2 separate regions of the Zea mays genome follow, and region 1 is linked to region 2. The links are chromatin contacts, called in public Hi-C maps. All regions are on one chromosome and are shown on one strand. The core of a region is the stretch at or near the end of the contact, and the rest is flanking DNA. Distances in the headings are between cores, read along the strand shown.

The links. A called contact is a pair of places that touch in the nucleus more often than the background predicts.
Region 1: a Hi-C map of ear shows a contact between it and region 2, with 7 times the contacts expected there. The contact joins the promoter of LOC100501866 here to the promoter of LOC103632724 in region 2. A contact is called at or near these places in 8 of 25 Hi-C or Micro-C datasets (bundle sheath, ear, endosperm and 3 more).

Annotation. Positions count from the first base shown.
Region 1 is chr7:113,943,292-113,949,553 of Zm-B73-REFERENCE-NAM-5.0, forward strand. LOC100501866 reads left to right here and starts at 3,418. Exons shown (of 2, transcript NM_001196507.2): 1 at 3,418-4,471; 2 at 5,387-5,671. The coding sequence starts at 3,719. The coding sequence ends at 5,419. It overlaps LOC107604626, which reads right to left and starts at 4,518. Exons shown (of 2, transcript NM_001323503.1): 1 at 3,731-4,518; 2 at 1,655-2,138. The coding sequence starts at 4,384. The coding sequence ends at 2,094. It overlaps LOC103632728 (U-box domain-containing protein 35), which reads left to right. Exons shown (of 12, transcript XM_008654469.4): 12 at 157-836. The coding sequence ends at 357.
Region 2 is chr7:113,582,968-113,589,567 of Zm-B73-REFERENCE-NAM-5.0, forward strand. LOC103632724 (plant UBX domain-containing protein 2) reads right to left here and starts at 3,960. Exons shown (of 3, transcript XM_008654466.4): 1 at 2,955-3,960; 2 at 1,719-1,997. The coding sequence starts at 3,755. LOC100383173 reads right to left here. Exons shown (of 2, transcript NM_001175838.1): 2 at 6,333-6,600.

The DNA of each region.
Region 1 (6,262 bases), core at 2,168-4,667, 360 kb after region 2:
TTCTACATCAATCCCTCCTAAACCATGCGGATTGGGGGTTGGATTTATGTGCAGTCAAACAAGCCCTAGAACTTACAGGTAGTCCAAGCTAATCACGGCTTGATGTCTCTATTATTTCTACTTGAAGGGTGTGATATAATATTTTTTTCCCTGCAGAGGGTAATGCAGGATCCATGCATTGCGTCTGATGGGTACTCGTATGAACGGGTTGCGATTGAGATGTGGCTTAATGAGAATGATGTGTCACCATTGACGAAGGCGCGACTTCCTGACAAAAACTTGGTGCCCAATCTTGCCCTGATATGCCTGATCAATTCTTGGAAGGGAGAGGTAGGAGCTACTGGGCCCATTCGCTGAGCTTTACTACCCAAGGATATCGCATTAGAAGCTAATGCTGTACAGGTTTGTCTTGATAACCTCCATACACTGTAGATACCGTGATCGGGTGAGTTCTCTGTAAGTAGCAGTTTTGCAGCATCTCTTAGATAGTACAGTGTGATAGATCCTGAAGGTTACTTCATGCTTAGCCCCAATTATAGGTCTGAATCCGTAGAATACCACAGAGACACAGACCCTTTAGGGCTTGTTCGTTTCTACCCCAATCCATATGTATTGAGGGGGATTGAGGGGGTTTCAATCCCTAGTAATTCAAAATCCCTTCCAATCCGTATCAATCTCCTTCAATCCATATGGATTGAAAATAACCGAACAAGCCCTTAAAGGATTTGATTAGGGTACCCATAGTTATTCGATATCCCGTGGCCTACGACGGTTTCTGTACCTTTCAGAAATGATGAAGATGCACATGTCCTACGATGGTTTATGTACCCTTTTTACAGTTTGTTTGGACCAACAATAGTGGCTAGGCGGGCCTAAACACCGGTGGGGCCTCAATGCACTTCCTCGAAGGGCCTCCCGCTTCGCTTATCTGTAGCCTGCACCTGCAGCGCCACTGACCCGTTGTTTCCTCCTCCCGTGCAGGAGAGGAATTGTCATCACATCATATCATCGTTTTTTTTTCTCTTAGAGCTAGTTTGGGAATCATATTATCCCAAGGGATTTTTATTTTCCCAATGGAAATTAGTTCATTTTCCCTTGGAAAAATAAGAATCTCTTGAGAAAATTGAGCTTCCAAACTAGCCCTTACATTTAATATAATCACGCATTAGCTGAACCAGCCATATTCCCCATTTTCTTGTGCCGGCGCCTGCTGCCGACTTTGGTGCACCAGCAGCAGCGCCACCACCACCAACCACCACCCGCTGTGTCCAAAAAGACAGGATCGATGAGGATCGAACGATTGGACGGCGATAGCCGTGGGCGGCCGTGGCGGAAAGGCGGCGCCGCGCCGGATAAAGCGACATGCGATTGTGTCGCGGGCCTTGTGTGTGGTCGCATGCATGCGCCGCACATGCGCGCGTGGCGACGGGTCGGCGTCGTCGTAGCAGTCTAGCGTAGCAGTGCGGCGTGGTGGTGGACTGGACGACTGGTGGTGGTGGTGCGCATCAACTTTCGTCACCGGCGCGGCCAGATTTATACCTGACGTCGCAGTTTGGAGAATCAGAAGCACCACCGGTCAAAAGGGGGCGGCGTACAAAACACATGCGTACGACAAGGTAAATAGCACCCATAAGCGCACTGGAAAGCAGTGAGTAAACTGAGAAAGAAACGTGGCTAGTTATAAATATACAAACATAGAATATATACATTCTGATTCAGTGTTTCATTCACACTGACCCTCTGATCAAGGTGGCTGTACATGCCCCATGTATATCACACCAGTACGGTACATATTGCTAGCATATTTTTCTTCGTCATTTTTTTTGCTTTCCTAATTAACTACTACAGTGCTATACTGCTACGTTTCCATACCTATGAAAACAGAGAACGAAGACTGAAGTACGTAGATGGCGACTGGCCTAAGACTTAGGACGCGATGAGAATTGCTGGGGAGATTAGATAGGAAGCCAGAGCGGCTTCTCATGTTCCAGATAACCCCAGCAACCCATGCATCTTGCCGATGAACAAGCGATCAAGCAGGGGAAGAGAGAGAAAAAAAAAACAGGAGTACTCGATCTCAAGGCTTCCGCTTGTCATCCGATGATCTCGTCTGGGACTGCCTTGAACCTTGTTCGCTTCTGCAACAAGGGGACAGGGAAAAAAAATCCAGAATGTGAAATCAGGTTAACAGTAAGCTAAGAAAGCACGATCGACGCCTTGCATGTGTAAACAGATGCACAGAAAGGCATCGTTTGATTTGGTGTAGTCGGAGTGACTGGGGCCGGGACGGGTCGTTGGAAATTAAAGCCCTTTGACAAACCAACGGTTTCCCTTGAAAAGAAAGCGTTGCGACCGTGAACCAAATCACTAATCTTATGTATTATCGGTACTCGATCTCTCCCTTCCTTTTCTAACACCAAGCAAAGTCGTGCTACCAGAAAAAAGAAGAAAAAAAAGAAGCAAAGCTGCAGTCCACGATTGTCCTTCAATTTGTCCGTGTTGCTAAATAGCGACTTATATAGCTCGACGTCAGGAGGTAGTAAACGCTGCAAGGACTGACCGTGTCCCTTGAGGATTTGTTTTGTTTATCGCGATTTGACTGAACTAATCGGGTTCACTAATAACTCCTACCAACTCTCTATTAGGGCGGCCCCTTTCATTACTAGGAAAGCAAAGAGGAGATGAGGAGCAAACACTATTTTAAGGCACCGTGATGTGCAGTCCCATCTCTTTGGAAATAGTGGTGCACGTGTCTTTTTATTTGGCAACCACACACACTAGCCTCATCTTTTACCCCACCGTACCACGTTATACATGTACCATTCGTAAGCGTAGTGAAATAAAAATTACATGCAGTAGAAGTAATGAAAGACATGAGGAAGATGATGGCATGCCTACGTCTGAAAACGTCACCTGGCCGGAGGGGGTAGGGTGGGCCAGACCATGTGAACTCTCGTCACCAATCGTAACATGAATGATAATCCCAAGGGGCCCGGACGGGACGGGGACGAGAAATTTGCTGTTTTGCCACTCTCAAATTTGGCTGCCTGTTATTATGCCATCCCGTGTCTATGACTGGTGGGACCGTCTGTGTCTATGATTTGTGGGTCCGATGGCATACTGGCGAAGCCCACAAATGATAATGGCAAAATTGCCAATGGCTCGGACGGGGACACGGGGGTTAGTCTAACACAGACGCGGAATCTTAGGCACATGCAGGGGCGATTAGCCGGACGCGTGTGGTCGCCCTCATGCGACGTGGACCCCATTAGCAAGCAAGCAAGCTTACGCGCTGGGCTATCTAGTTGACATGTAGTACAAGGAGGGCTGGCATGCACGCACGACGCTGGATTTGTTAAGTGCAGTGAGTACCTACTACAAAAACAAAGCTGAGCACGAGAGTGAAGCCACAGCCCATCCGATCCGTTCCATTGTCGTCGTCTTCCAATTTCCAAACGAGCTGAGCGCCCATAAGTTTCCTATTGATTTTGCGTCGCAACAGTACGTTGCACGATCGCGATGCGCCGTCGTCTTTGCGCATTTGGTTTTGCCCGTGTCCTACTCCTAGCTAAGTCCAACTAGTGTCACGGGACGGCTTCGGGATAATGATTGGTTAATTGTTCCCTATAACCAGCTCTATAGGTGGCCTTGCAGTTGTGTGTTTAAGCTGCAACTCGATCAGAGGAGTTGTTGTTGCAAGGGAAGGGATCATGCATGCATGCCCACTCACCTCTTTCTTCAACGCCGGCGCTGGAGCCGCCGCCGGCGCCGGGTTCTTGCCGGACATCAGCGCGGAGGGCGGCGGCGCTGCGACGACGCCCTGGTCCCTGGCCACGCACAGCTGCATGATCCGCTCGGCGGCCTCGGCGGGGTCCCGGCTCTCCTGCATCAGCCGCGCCACGTCGGCCTTGGGCAGGCGCATGCGCAGCCGCACCGCGCCGTCGGCGCCCACCTCCACGGACGACGGCGGCGACGGCGACGGCGACGCGGCGGCGAGGCGCGCGGCGGCGGGCGGCGGCAGGATGGACGACACGTCCGAGACGGTGCGCCGGGACAGCATCAGGCCCTCCAGGCGCTCGCGGGCGCCCACGCGCAGCGCGCCCGACCACGTCTTGCGCGGCGCGCGCGGGTCGTCGCCGTCCCCGGCGCCGCCGCGGGGGATCTGCACCAGGAAGTAGAGCTTCCCGGGCTTGAGCGGCGCGTCGCGGTCCAGCGGGCGCGCGCGCACGCCCAGCCGCCGCACCTCCTCCGACTCCAGGAGCTGGTGGCCCGGGTGGCCGCGCAGCGCCGCGCACGCCGCCGCGGGGGTCTTGTAGCGGAACGTGGCGCCGTCCACCGTCATCACCTTGGCCGCGCGCCGCCTGCCCGCCAGAGCGTTGCCCATGGCGCGGTGGCGTGGCCGCACGCCGCGCGCCCGCAGGCCTTCGGGTGTTGCTTTGCTAGCGACGAGGAGATGCTAGCTGCTGGGGAGGTGGGGTTAATAACGTACGTAGTATAGTACGTGGGGGTTTGGAGGACTAGCTGAGAGAGAGGGAAAGGAAAGAGAGGCGAGCAGGTCAGTTATAAAAGCTTGTCCGCTGCGCTTGGGCCTTGGGGGGCCTCTCCATCGAGTTTGGTGCCAACAAATCTCCATCGTCCTGTCTCTTCCGATGGGCGATGCGGCACAGAAAACGGATGCCCGTGTTTTCTTAACCTCTGCTGATAAATCCGAGCCGTCGGATCTCGATCCAACGATCGACGCAAGTTTCCACACAAATACCGGTTCTCCCGCGCGCCGCGCGTATCTTGGTGCGTGTAAGCCCCTCTCTGGTCAGTCTTGGTTACCTACAACTGCAATGCAACTGCTGGTCCGACCGTTTCTTACTTCCTCCAGGTTTCGAGCAAGATAAGTAGGTTTTCCTTGACCAGTTAATTAACTACGCAAACTAAGATTGATCAAGGCAGATTATTCTAGCTACTAGGCCGTGTCTTCATTTGGTCCAGGTCTCCGTGTGTCGTTGCATTGCATTGCACGCACACCGATGTTTCCTCTGAAAACTTCATTTTATCAGTTTGGTCGCTCGCAAATTTAGCCCCTAAATTTAGCTAGCTTAGCTGACCTCTCGCCTGTTCTGTACGTATATATGCAGCACCTAGCTACCATGCACACAGAATTATACGCGCGGTGGTCGGTTGGTCGGTGCGTATGTTAGGTACGTACTAGACTCTAGAGGTATGAAGAGGATTATGCCCTAGTGTGTACACACACGCATATATGAAACGGCCAGGTTTTTTTTTCTTGCCGCTGTTATTAACTTCCCTTTTTTTCTCATTTGCCTTTCGTGCTTTTTCAGTGCTGGGCCGGTCCCCCGATTTCACCCTTTTTCTTTTCTTTTTTCTTTCTCAGGAACAAGTGACGGCCTTCTTCCAGAAACGATGATGGGAAAACGAGAGAAGATCGAGATCGGGACTGGGCAACTAACCGACCACTACAACGCCCGTATCGCCAACGTCGTAGTACCATGTATCATCGTCCTTTATTGCAATCATCATCAGTCATGATGGAACACGCGCACGGTGTTGTGTGTGCGCGCGCGAATCGCGATATCAACATAATTAGGGCTGATTTGTAGGAGAGAAATCTCCTTACAATTCAATTTTAAATAACAAGGGGATTCCTTCTTATGGATTCCCTCGGAATCCCTTACCACCAAATCAGGCCTTAAGCAGATCTAAAACCATACACACCGGAATAATATATACTAATATAGCAGTACTCACTCTGTTCATAAATATATGATACCGTTGATTTTTTTTAACTTTAACAACTCGTCTCATATTCAAAACAATGAATTATCATTTATTTTTTTATTTGTTTTATCGATTAAGGTAGTTTATGCTTGATTTAAAATTTTATATTTTTAAATAAATATTTTGATTAAGACAAGTGAATCAAAGTTTTCAAAAATAAAAAAAATCAACGGTGTCATATATTTATGTATATAGTTTGTGGGTGGTTGCATATGGATGGATGGTCAAAGAAAAGCTAGCTGTGGTATAAACTAATTAAGCCGAGCTAGGCCGGAAAGCCGGATTTGTAGCATGCATGCATGCATGCCGGCGCGCGCATGATTTCAGGGGATCTTGCCGGTGCAGGCGCGCGCACACACGCTGAACGCAACGTGCGTTTGAAGTAACTGTGTAAACTAAACAGCTAGCGACGCCCAAATGGCGGACGAACGGTGGTGCGCTGACTGCCGTAGCAGTATAGCAGGCTAGCAGC
Region 2 (6,600 bases), core at 2,710-5,209:
GGACAAACCCCCAATTACAATTTGGAACAGAGGGAGTATTAACTGGATGAATTTGATAAGTTGGTCCACCAATATTTTCATCTCCCATAACCATATCGGTAGAAACCCAAAGAATGTGGTCATCCACCAATCTTATAGGATGATGCCATGTTGGACCAATCTAGCATAGGATGAAACAATCCCTCAAACCAAACACCAGAGTTATTATCTGGATCTCCTTCCGCAAATAAATGTCATTTTAGAGTTCACAGTTTCCACTTCCAGGATACAACCAAACCTGGTAATGGTTTGATTAAAACCAGATTGACTGGTTCAGTTTCTTAATTGGGCCTTTATTTATGGTTTGGGTAGAAATGGACTGGAGGGCCTAATGGGCTCGTTCAGTTTGGGTAATAGCTAATTAGCTATGATGGACTGGTTGGGTTTGGAATTGGTTTGAGATGTTCGGGTTAGAAACAGTTTGAAACCATAGTTCGACTAGAACGTTTGATATAGTGGAAAAGTTTTCCCTCGACCCCTTGATGCCTCAACAGCCCATAGTCCAACCACACCGCCATCAGGGCCTCGCGGTCACGTCTTCATTGTTCGCCCTCGACCCCAACTGCTCAGCACCACCCTCAAGATCAGTGCAGGTGGATGTTTCTTGAAGGACATACAGTTTCATGCAAGGTCAGCTTCTTATCTCCTCTATTGCTTATTAAATCATTTTAATGCTTATGCTCTAATCTGTTGATAACATTTGTGGATAATTTTGGCGCATTCCTATTCCTATCTGAGATTTGGGATTCATTTGGATATATGTTTCTTGAGTTATTGATGCGGATCAGACTAGAACTCTGAGTTTAGTCTTCCCATCCACTCTTGAGTATTGAATCATGTTTATCTGCCTTTGTGTCAAAAACAAATCCTTCAGAAAGTTTGTGCATTTAATCTGTCCTTGTTTATCTGTCTTTGTTATTGCGGCAAGGCTGTTGCATTCAATCATGACACCTAAATGGAACATTCTTCTAAGACATTTTGTCCTTCAGAAAACATGTTGAGTGGTTCGGAGTATACTGATTCATTGTTTTTTTTCTTATTATACTAAAAATACTTCTTTATTCTGAGCCTCTTGTTTTGATAATGATTGAATGCTAATACCATACAGTGGAACCTTTTGCGGTTTTTCCTATTGATTGATAATGACTGAGCTCGTGGTATGGCTCTCTGTCTGTTCATAAGGACAGACATGTTGTGCTAGTGTTAAAAATCTGATCAACCTGAACCCACTTGATAGGATTAAAATAGTTCTATATTCGAGCACAAGTTGTTCGATCATAAGATTACCCAGAACCAGCCATGCGTTTAGATACCAACACTGAATAGAACTTGCTGTTACTGCTACAACTAGCAGTTATGTTTTCCAACTTCTTTCGAGCACTCTTTAGTTTTAAGTTTCTCTCATAAGTAATTTATTTCAAATAATCTATAGCTGACTTAGCTCTTTATTAATTTATCTCCGTTGCAGTACTGAGTGTGTAAAGAGTGAAAATTGTCAGTTAAATAATGTAATTGTCACCAAGAATATAATATCAACAAAGTCTATATCAAAACAATATGGATACCAGAAAATGAAGTATATTCAAATGCCACCAAGAATGGAACATCAGCATATTCTGAATCAAGAAAATAATGCTACCGAAAAGCACGACAAATTTTGGAAGAAACAAGCATGGTACCTCATACAGCGAACCGGTGGCCTCCCCTGGTAGGAATATGCCCTGAAGAATCATTCTATCTGGAAACTGAACTCGTATGACTGCTTGTTTATACTTCTGTCGAGCAGCCAATGCGTGCTTCTCCTTGTAAGACTTTGGTATCAGCAACCTAGATTGTTCTAACCTTTCCCTCCTCATCTTTGCTTCATTCCTTATCTCCTCACCACTAAGCTTGTAAAAGGAATCTGGTACATCATTTTGTGGCACAGAACTCCCGGGAACAGAGACAAATACTCGAATCTGTAAATTTGACAATGCATACTGTAATCTTTTGGAGTTCAGTTTAATATCTTATTTGCATTTTGAAGATAGTTCATGGCAGGACAGCAAGCAACAACATAAACATATCATACAATGTACCAAAATAAATATCAGAAATGATCAATGACATTGTAAACATGAATATCAGAAAACTAAAAGGAGGCCATATGTATTAGTCAGTCCTGTCTGTGTATTTCTTTTTTTTTCTAAAACGCGCAGGAGAACTGCGCATTAAATATATTAAGAGGACAGAAAAAGGTCTAAAATAGATCTAAACATCCAAAGAAAAACCACCTTACGGTGGCCAAAAACGAAAATACACAAAATGATCCATCTAGAAAAAAACGACTAGGAGCCGCCAAAAACTAAGTCCAAAATGTGCGCAGACCTCCCGCGCCTGCCAGACACCACCGATGAGTGTCGTCTTTGATGTTTTGAATAGTCTGACTGCTGCGAGGAGTAGCCCCCTCGAACGCACATTCATTCCGTTGTTTCCACAACCACCATGCCACCAGCACAACAAGGGAATTGATCCCTCTGCGCTGTACAGCAGGGATCTTTTTCTGATATCCCTTAATTTATAGTTATTGTCCCACTAATACCTCAAGAAATGGTTACACATTTGGTAAGACATACGATCTTCCAGGTACATGCCTTTACAATCTTGCACTGTTCTACACTTCTATGTTTATGCTAACAGCAAATTTTTTGAGATAATAGTTCAAAAGGTGAAATATGTTATAACTGACTATTATTTCCTAAGTCCTAATGAAGCTAGCTAACAGCGCAACGAAACAAGCATAAAATTGGCAGTTCATGTAAAAATGGCATGACATAAGTAAATCAACCAACCATACTGTGCTGATTGATGGTAATGAAAGCTTTGTGTTAGCCAACCAATTAAAGGCCTTATTATCAACGGAACCCTCTTCTTACCTGCCGATCAATTGTCATAGCACCGTCCTGCAGCACATCAGGCACATTGCTGCAACTCTCCTTGGCCTCAGCCTCCACCTTCCCTGGAGCCGCAGAGGAGTGTGCCCCCTCGAGCAGGAGGAGGGCCCTCCTGATACCGTTGAGCCTGGCGTCGCTGGGCACTTCGTCCATCACGGCGAAGGGCTCCCCGCCCTCATCCCCGACCCTGAACCCGACGGCCTCCAGGAGCTCCGCGCCGCCTTCTCTGTCCGCCACGGCCTCCTTGATCCGCGGGTTGCCCAGCCTCACCCGCCTGAACTTGTCGTTGCTGGGCTCCCGGAGCAGGTTGCCCAGCAGGCGTTTGACCACTTCAACGGCAGCGGGCGGCGGGGGTGGGTCGGCAGCGAGGTACGCGGCGGCGCGCGCGCGGGCGCCCCCCGCGGACGCGAGGCAGCCGTCGAGGTGCTCGGTGACGGCAAGCTCGGAAGGGAACGCGTCTTCGCAGCTGGGGCACGCGATAGTGGCGGCGGCCGCGGTGCCATTCGCGACGGAGCGGCGGGAGGAGGAGGAGGAGGAGGAGACGAGGGGCGTGTACGGGGTGAAATCGGTGGTTGAAGTGGGCGGGGGAGGTGGCGAGGGCCGCTTAGGGGCAGGCTTGGGGTTTGCGCTAGGGTCTGAGGGGCGGGAAGCGGGGTGGGAGGAGGAGGAGGAGGGGGAGGGGCCGGAGCCGAGGACGTGGGAGGTGCCCTTGAATGAGGACGGGGTCCCAGAGCCGGAGGAGGTGATCTTCTTCATGAAACCCTTCATCTTGTCCTTCATCATGGCGCTGGAGGCGGAGGAAGCGTAGGCGGCCGCGAACAGATGAGATTGGAGCGTGGATGCGTTCACGCGGAGTGGACGACTTGGTGGTGGATGTTGTCGCCGCGGGGACGAAGCAAACGAGGAAGAACGAAGTAGCAATAAAGGCGAGAGCAGCAGCAGTGGAGAAGCAGCTTGTGGAATCGTTTGTTTGTGCGGTTGTACTCATGGAGTAGCTTCGAAGGCATCTTCTCTCCTGACCTGACTGTATGGCGGGCCGCAATACCTTGCTCGACTGCACGGGCTGGTGCACTGTCAAAGCCCGGTAGTGGCATGGGAACCAAAATGGGCCTCTAGCGTTTCTCACGCGTCGGGATTCGGAAGCCATGGCGGCATGCCACTGAACAGAAGCAGCAATGCCATTCACAGTTTCACACCTAAAACCGTGTTCAGCAGTTATGTCTCAAAACATTGTTTTGTATTATATACTGCACTGTTCACATACAAGGTTGTCCCTACGTCATGTTTAGGACACGTGCAGGGTGGTATCATCATACATTAGTCAGCTAGGACGCTCAAAACCAGGCCCGACCCTGAGTAGGTGCGAGTGGTGCTGCTGCACCAGGCCTCCAAAAATCAGAGGGCATCTACATACAACCTACTATATGTCATATATATTAGTCTATAGTTTGGCCCAAAAATCTATTAATCAGGTATGCAATCAATCACTCATGCTCTAGTGCCTTCTCCTTGACCGCTCAACGTTTCTATGCCTCCAGGCGAGTAGTTCGCACGCACATGCGGCAGACGGCCAGTGACCGCTCCCGAGTCACGAATTGTTGGCCCTCGCCCTCCACACATCAATTGCTCCCTCTGCCCCGCAAACACTCGGATAAGCAAACCGATCGCCGCCCACCCTAGGCCTATCGTCGCGCTTCAGTTGTAAAGAATGGAACTCCAAACTAGTCCCTAAATCCTAATAGAATGTTCTTGTGTTTCTGATTGTATCAAATTCGATTTGACTTTAAGGACATCATCCTAATGTTTTTATTGCTTCTTTGAATCCTATTGACTACGCCTTGACTGCCGCATAAGCTAAAAAAAACTTTTCTAAGTTGAAGCTATTGAATAACTATTTGAGGTCACTAATGTACTAAGAAATATTAAATGGTTTGGTCTTTGGCAACCTTTTGCATTGAGAAGCACCTGTTGGATGGTATTGATACTGACTCTATCATCACTGACTTTGCATCTAGGAATGTTAGAAGAAACTTTTAAATGACCTCCGTGTTATAATTTTGTCAGTATTATAGTTGCAATTGTGTATAATCTTGTTATGTTTATTGTCAATGGGCCCCTATTTTTGTCCCGTCCAGGGCCTCCAAATTCTCAGGGCCGGCCATGCTCAAAACCCTTGTCAAAAAAAGACACTCAAACCTGAAAAAACACAATATTGTATCCGTGTGAAAAATGTTTCAGATAATATATCTCTAATACTACAGCTGTCCAAAAGAAACAAGCTATCGCAAGCATTATAACTAACGGGTTAATTCTGACAAATGGTTAGCTTCCGGTTCAAAGACAGTGGAAATAAAATTCTATTTCCATTAAACATGTTCTTCTGAAGTTGTGATAGTAAAGGCACTTGCCAAACAATCATATCACATATCCATTGAACACATGCTTAAAATAACAATTGTAAGCACACCCAGACAATCCAAATTGACGCAATGCTGACTATTTAGGATGAACTATAGGTAAAAAAAAATAAGTGATAAGTGATAACTATACTACTAGAGTTCTAGTTCATTTTCCAACAGATACATACAAACCTCTCCTACCAAAATAACATGTATGCTTTAATGATCCTGAACAAAGCAGCAGTACAACCTTACTATCATAGTTCAGCAATTAGCACAAGGCTTTTAAAAAAATAGAGTCAAGCCACCATGCTAGAACAATGTGGCAACTGGCAATATTTTGACAAGCCGTCCAGCACATCTTAGTAACACTGAAGTCAAACTGATAGCTCAAATCATTGACAACAAAAACTAAATTATTCTCTACACTGTCATGTACCAATCCAACCATGGTACAAAAGTATGAAACTACCACAAATCGTATTGTATCAGACTGCAATCAACCATGCTGTGACACCTAGACTAATTAAGGGCACTCAAACACGGAAAAACTTCAAGATACATACCAAAGCTTTTTTTTTGTTAGTACCATTGTTAAGAAAATGATCAACTTCCAGTTCACAAGCAAATGTAAAAAAATACTTTCACATAACACGGTTGTGTGATAGTAATGGCAACTAACAACCAAATCACTTATTCATTGAACTGAGCGTCAAGGATGAACTTAGAAAATAATGTTTATTTACATTAAAAAATTTAAGTCAACATCCATCTGACACATAACAGATAAGCTCTAAGCAATTCCTATAAACCACCCTTAAGATAAGTAGATAACATGTATACCTTGATGATGAAAAGATAAACGAATTCCATACAGAGGTGCAAGTAACAACTCAAATAGTTGACGGATAATGCTAAGATGGAATTAACACGCAACAATGAGAAGAAAATAGCAATGATTAAGTCAAGTCTTCAGCAGCAGTCAACTATTACGCATCATCCGCCATTCAATGTACAGAAACCATCCAGATTATTGAGGAGCCATTGGCAATTTTGCCATTATCATTTGTGGGCTTCGCCAGTATGCCATCGGACCCACAAATCATAGACACAGACGGTCCCACCAGTCATAGACACGAGATGGCATAATAACAAGCAGCCAAATTTGAGAGTGGCAAAACAGCAAATTTCTCGATTATTGAGATTAGTCTTCCGATGCTATGCACCCA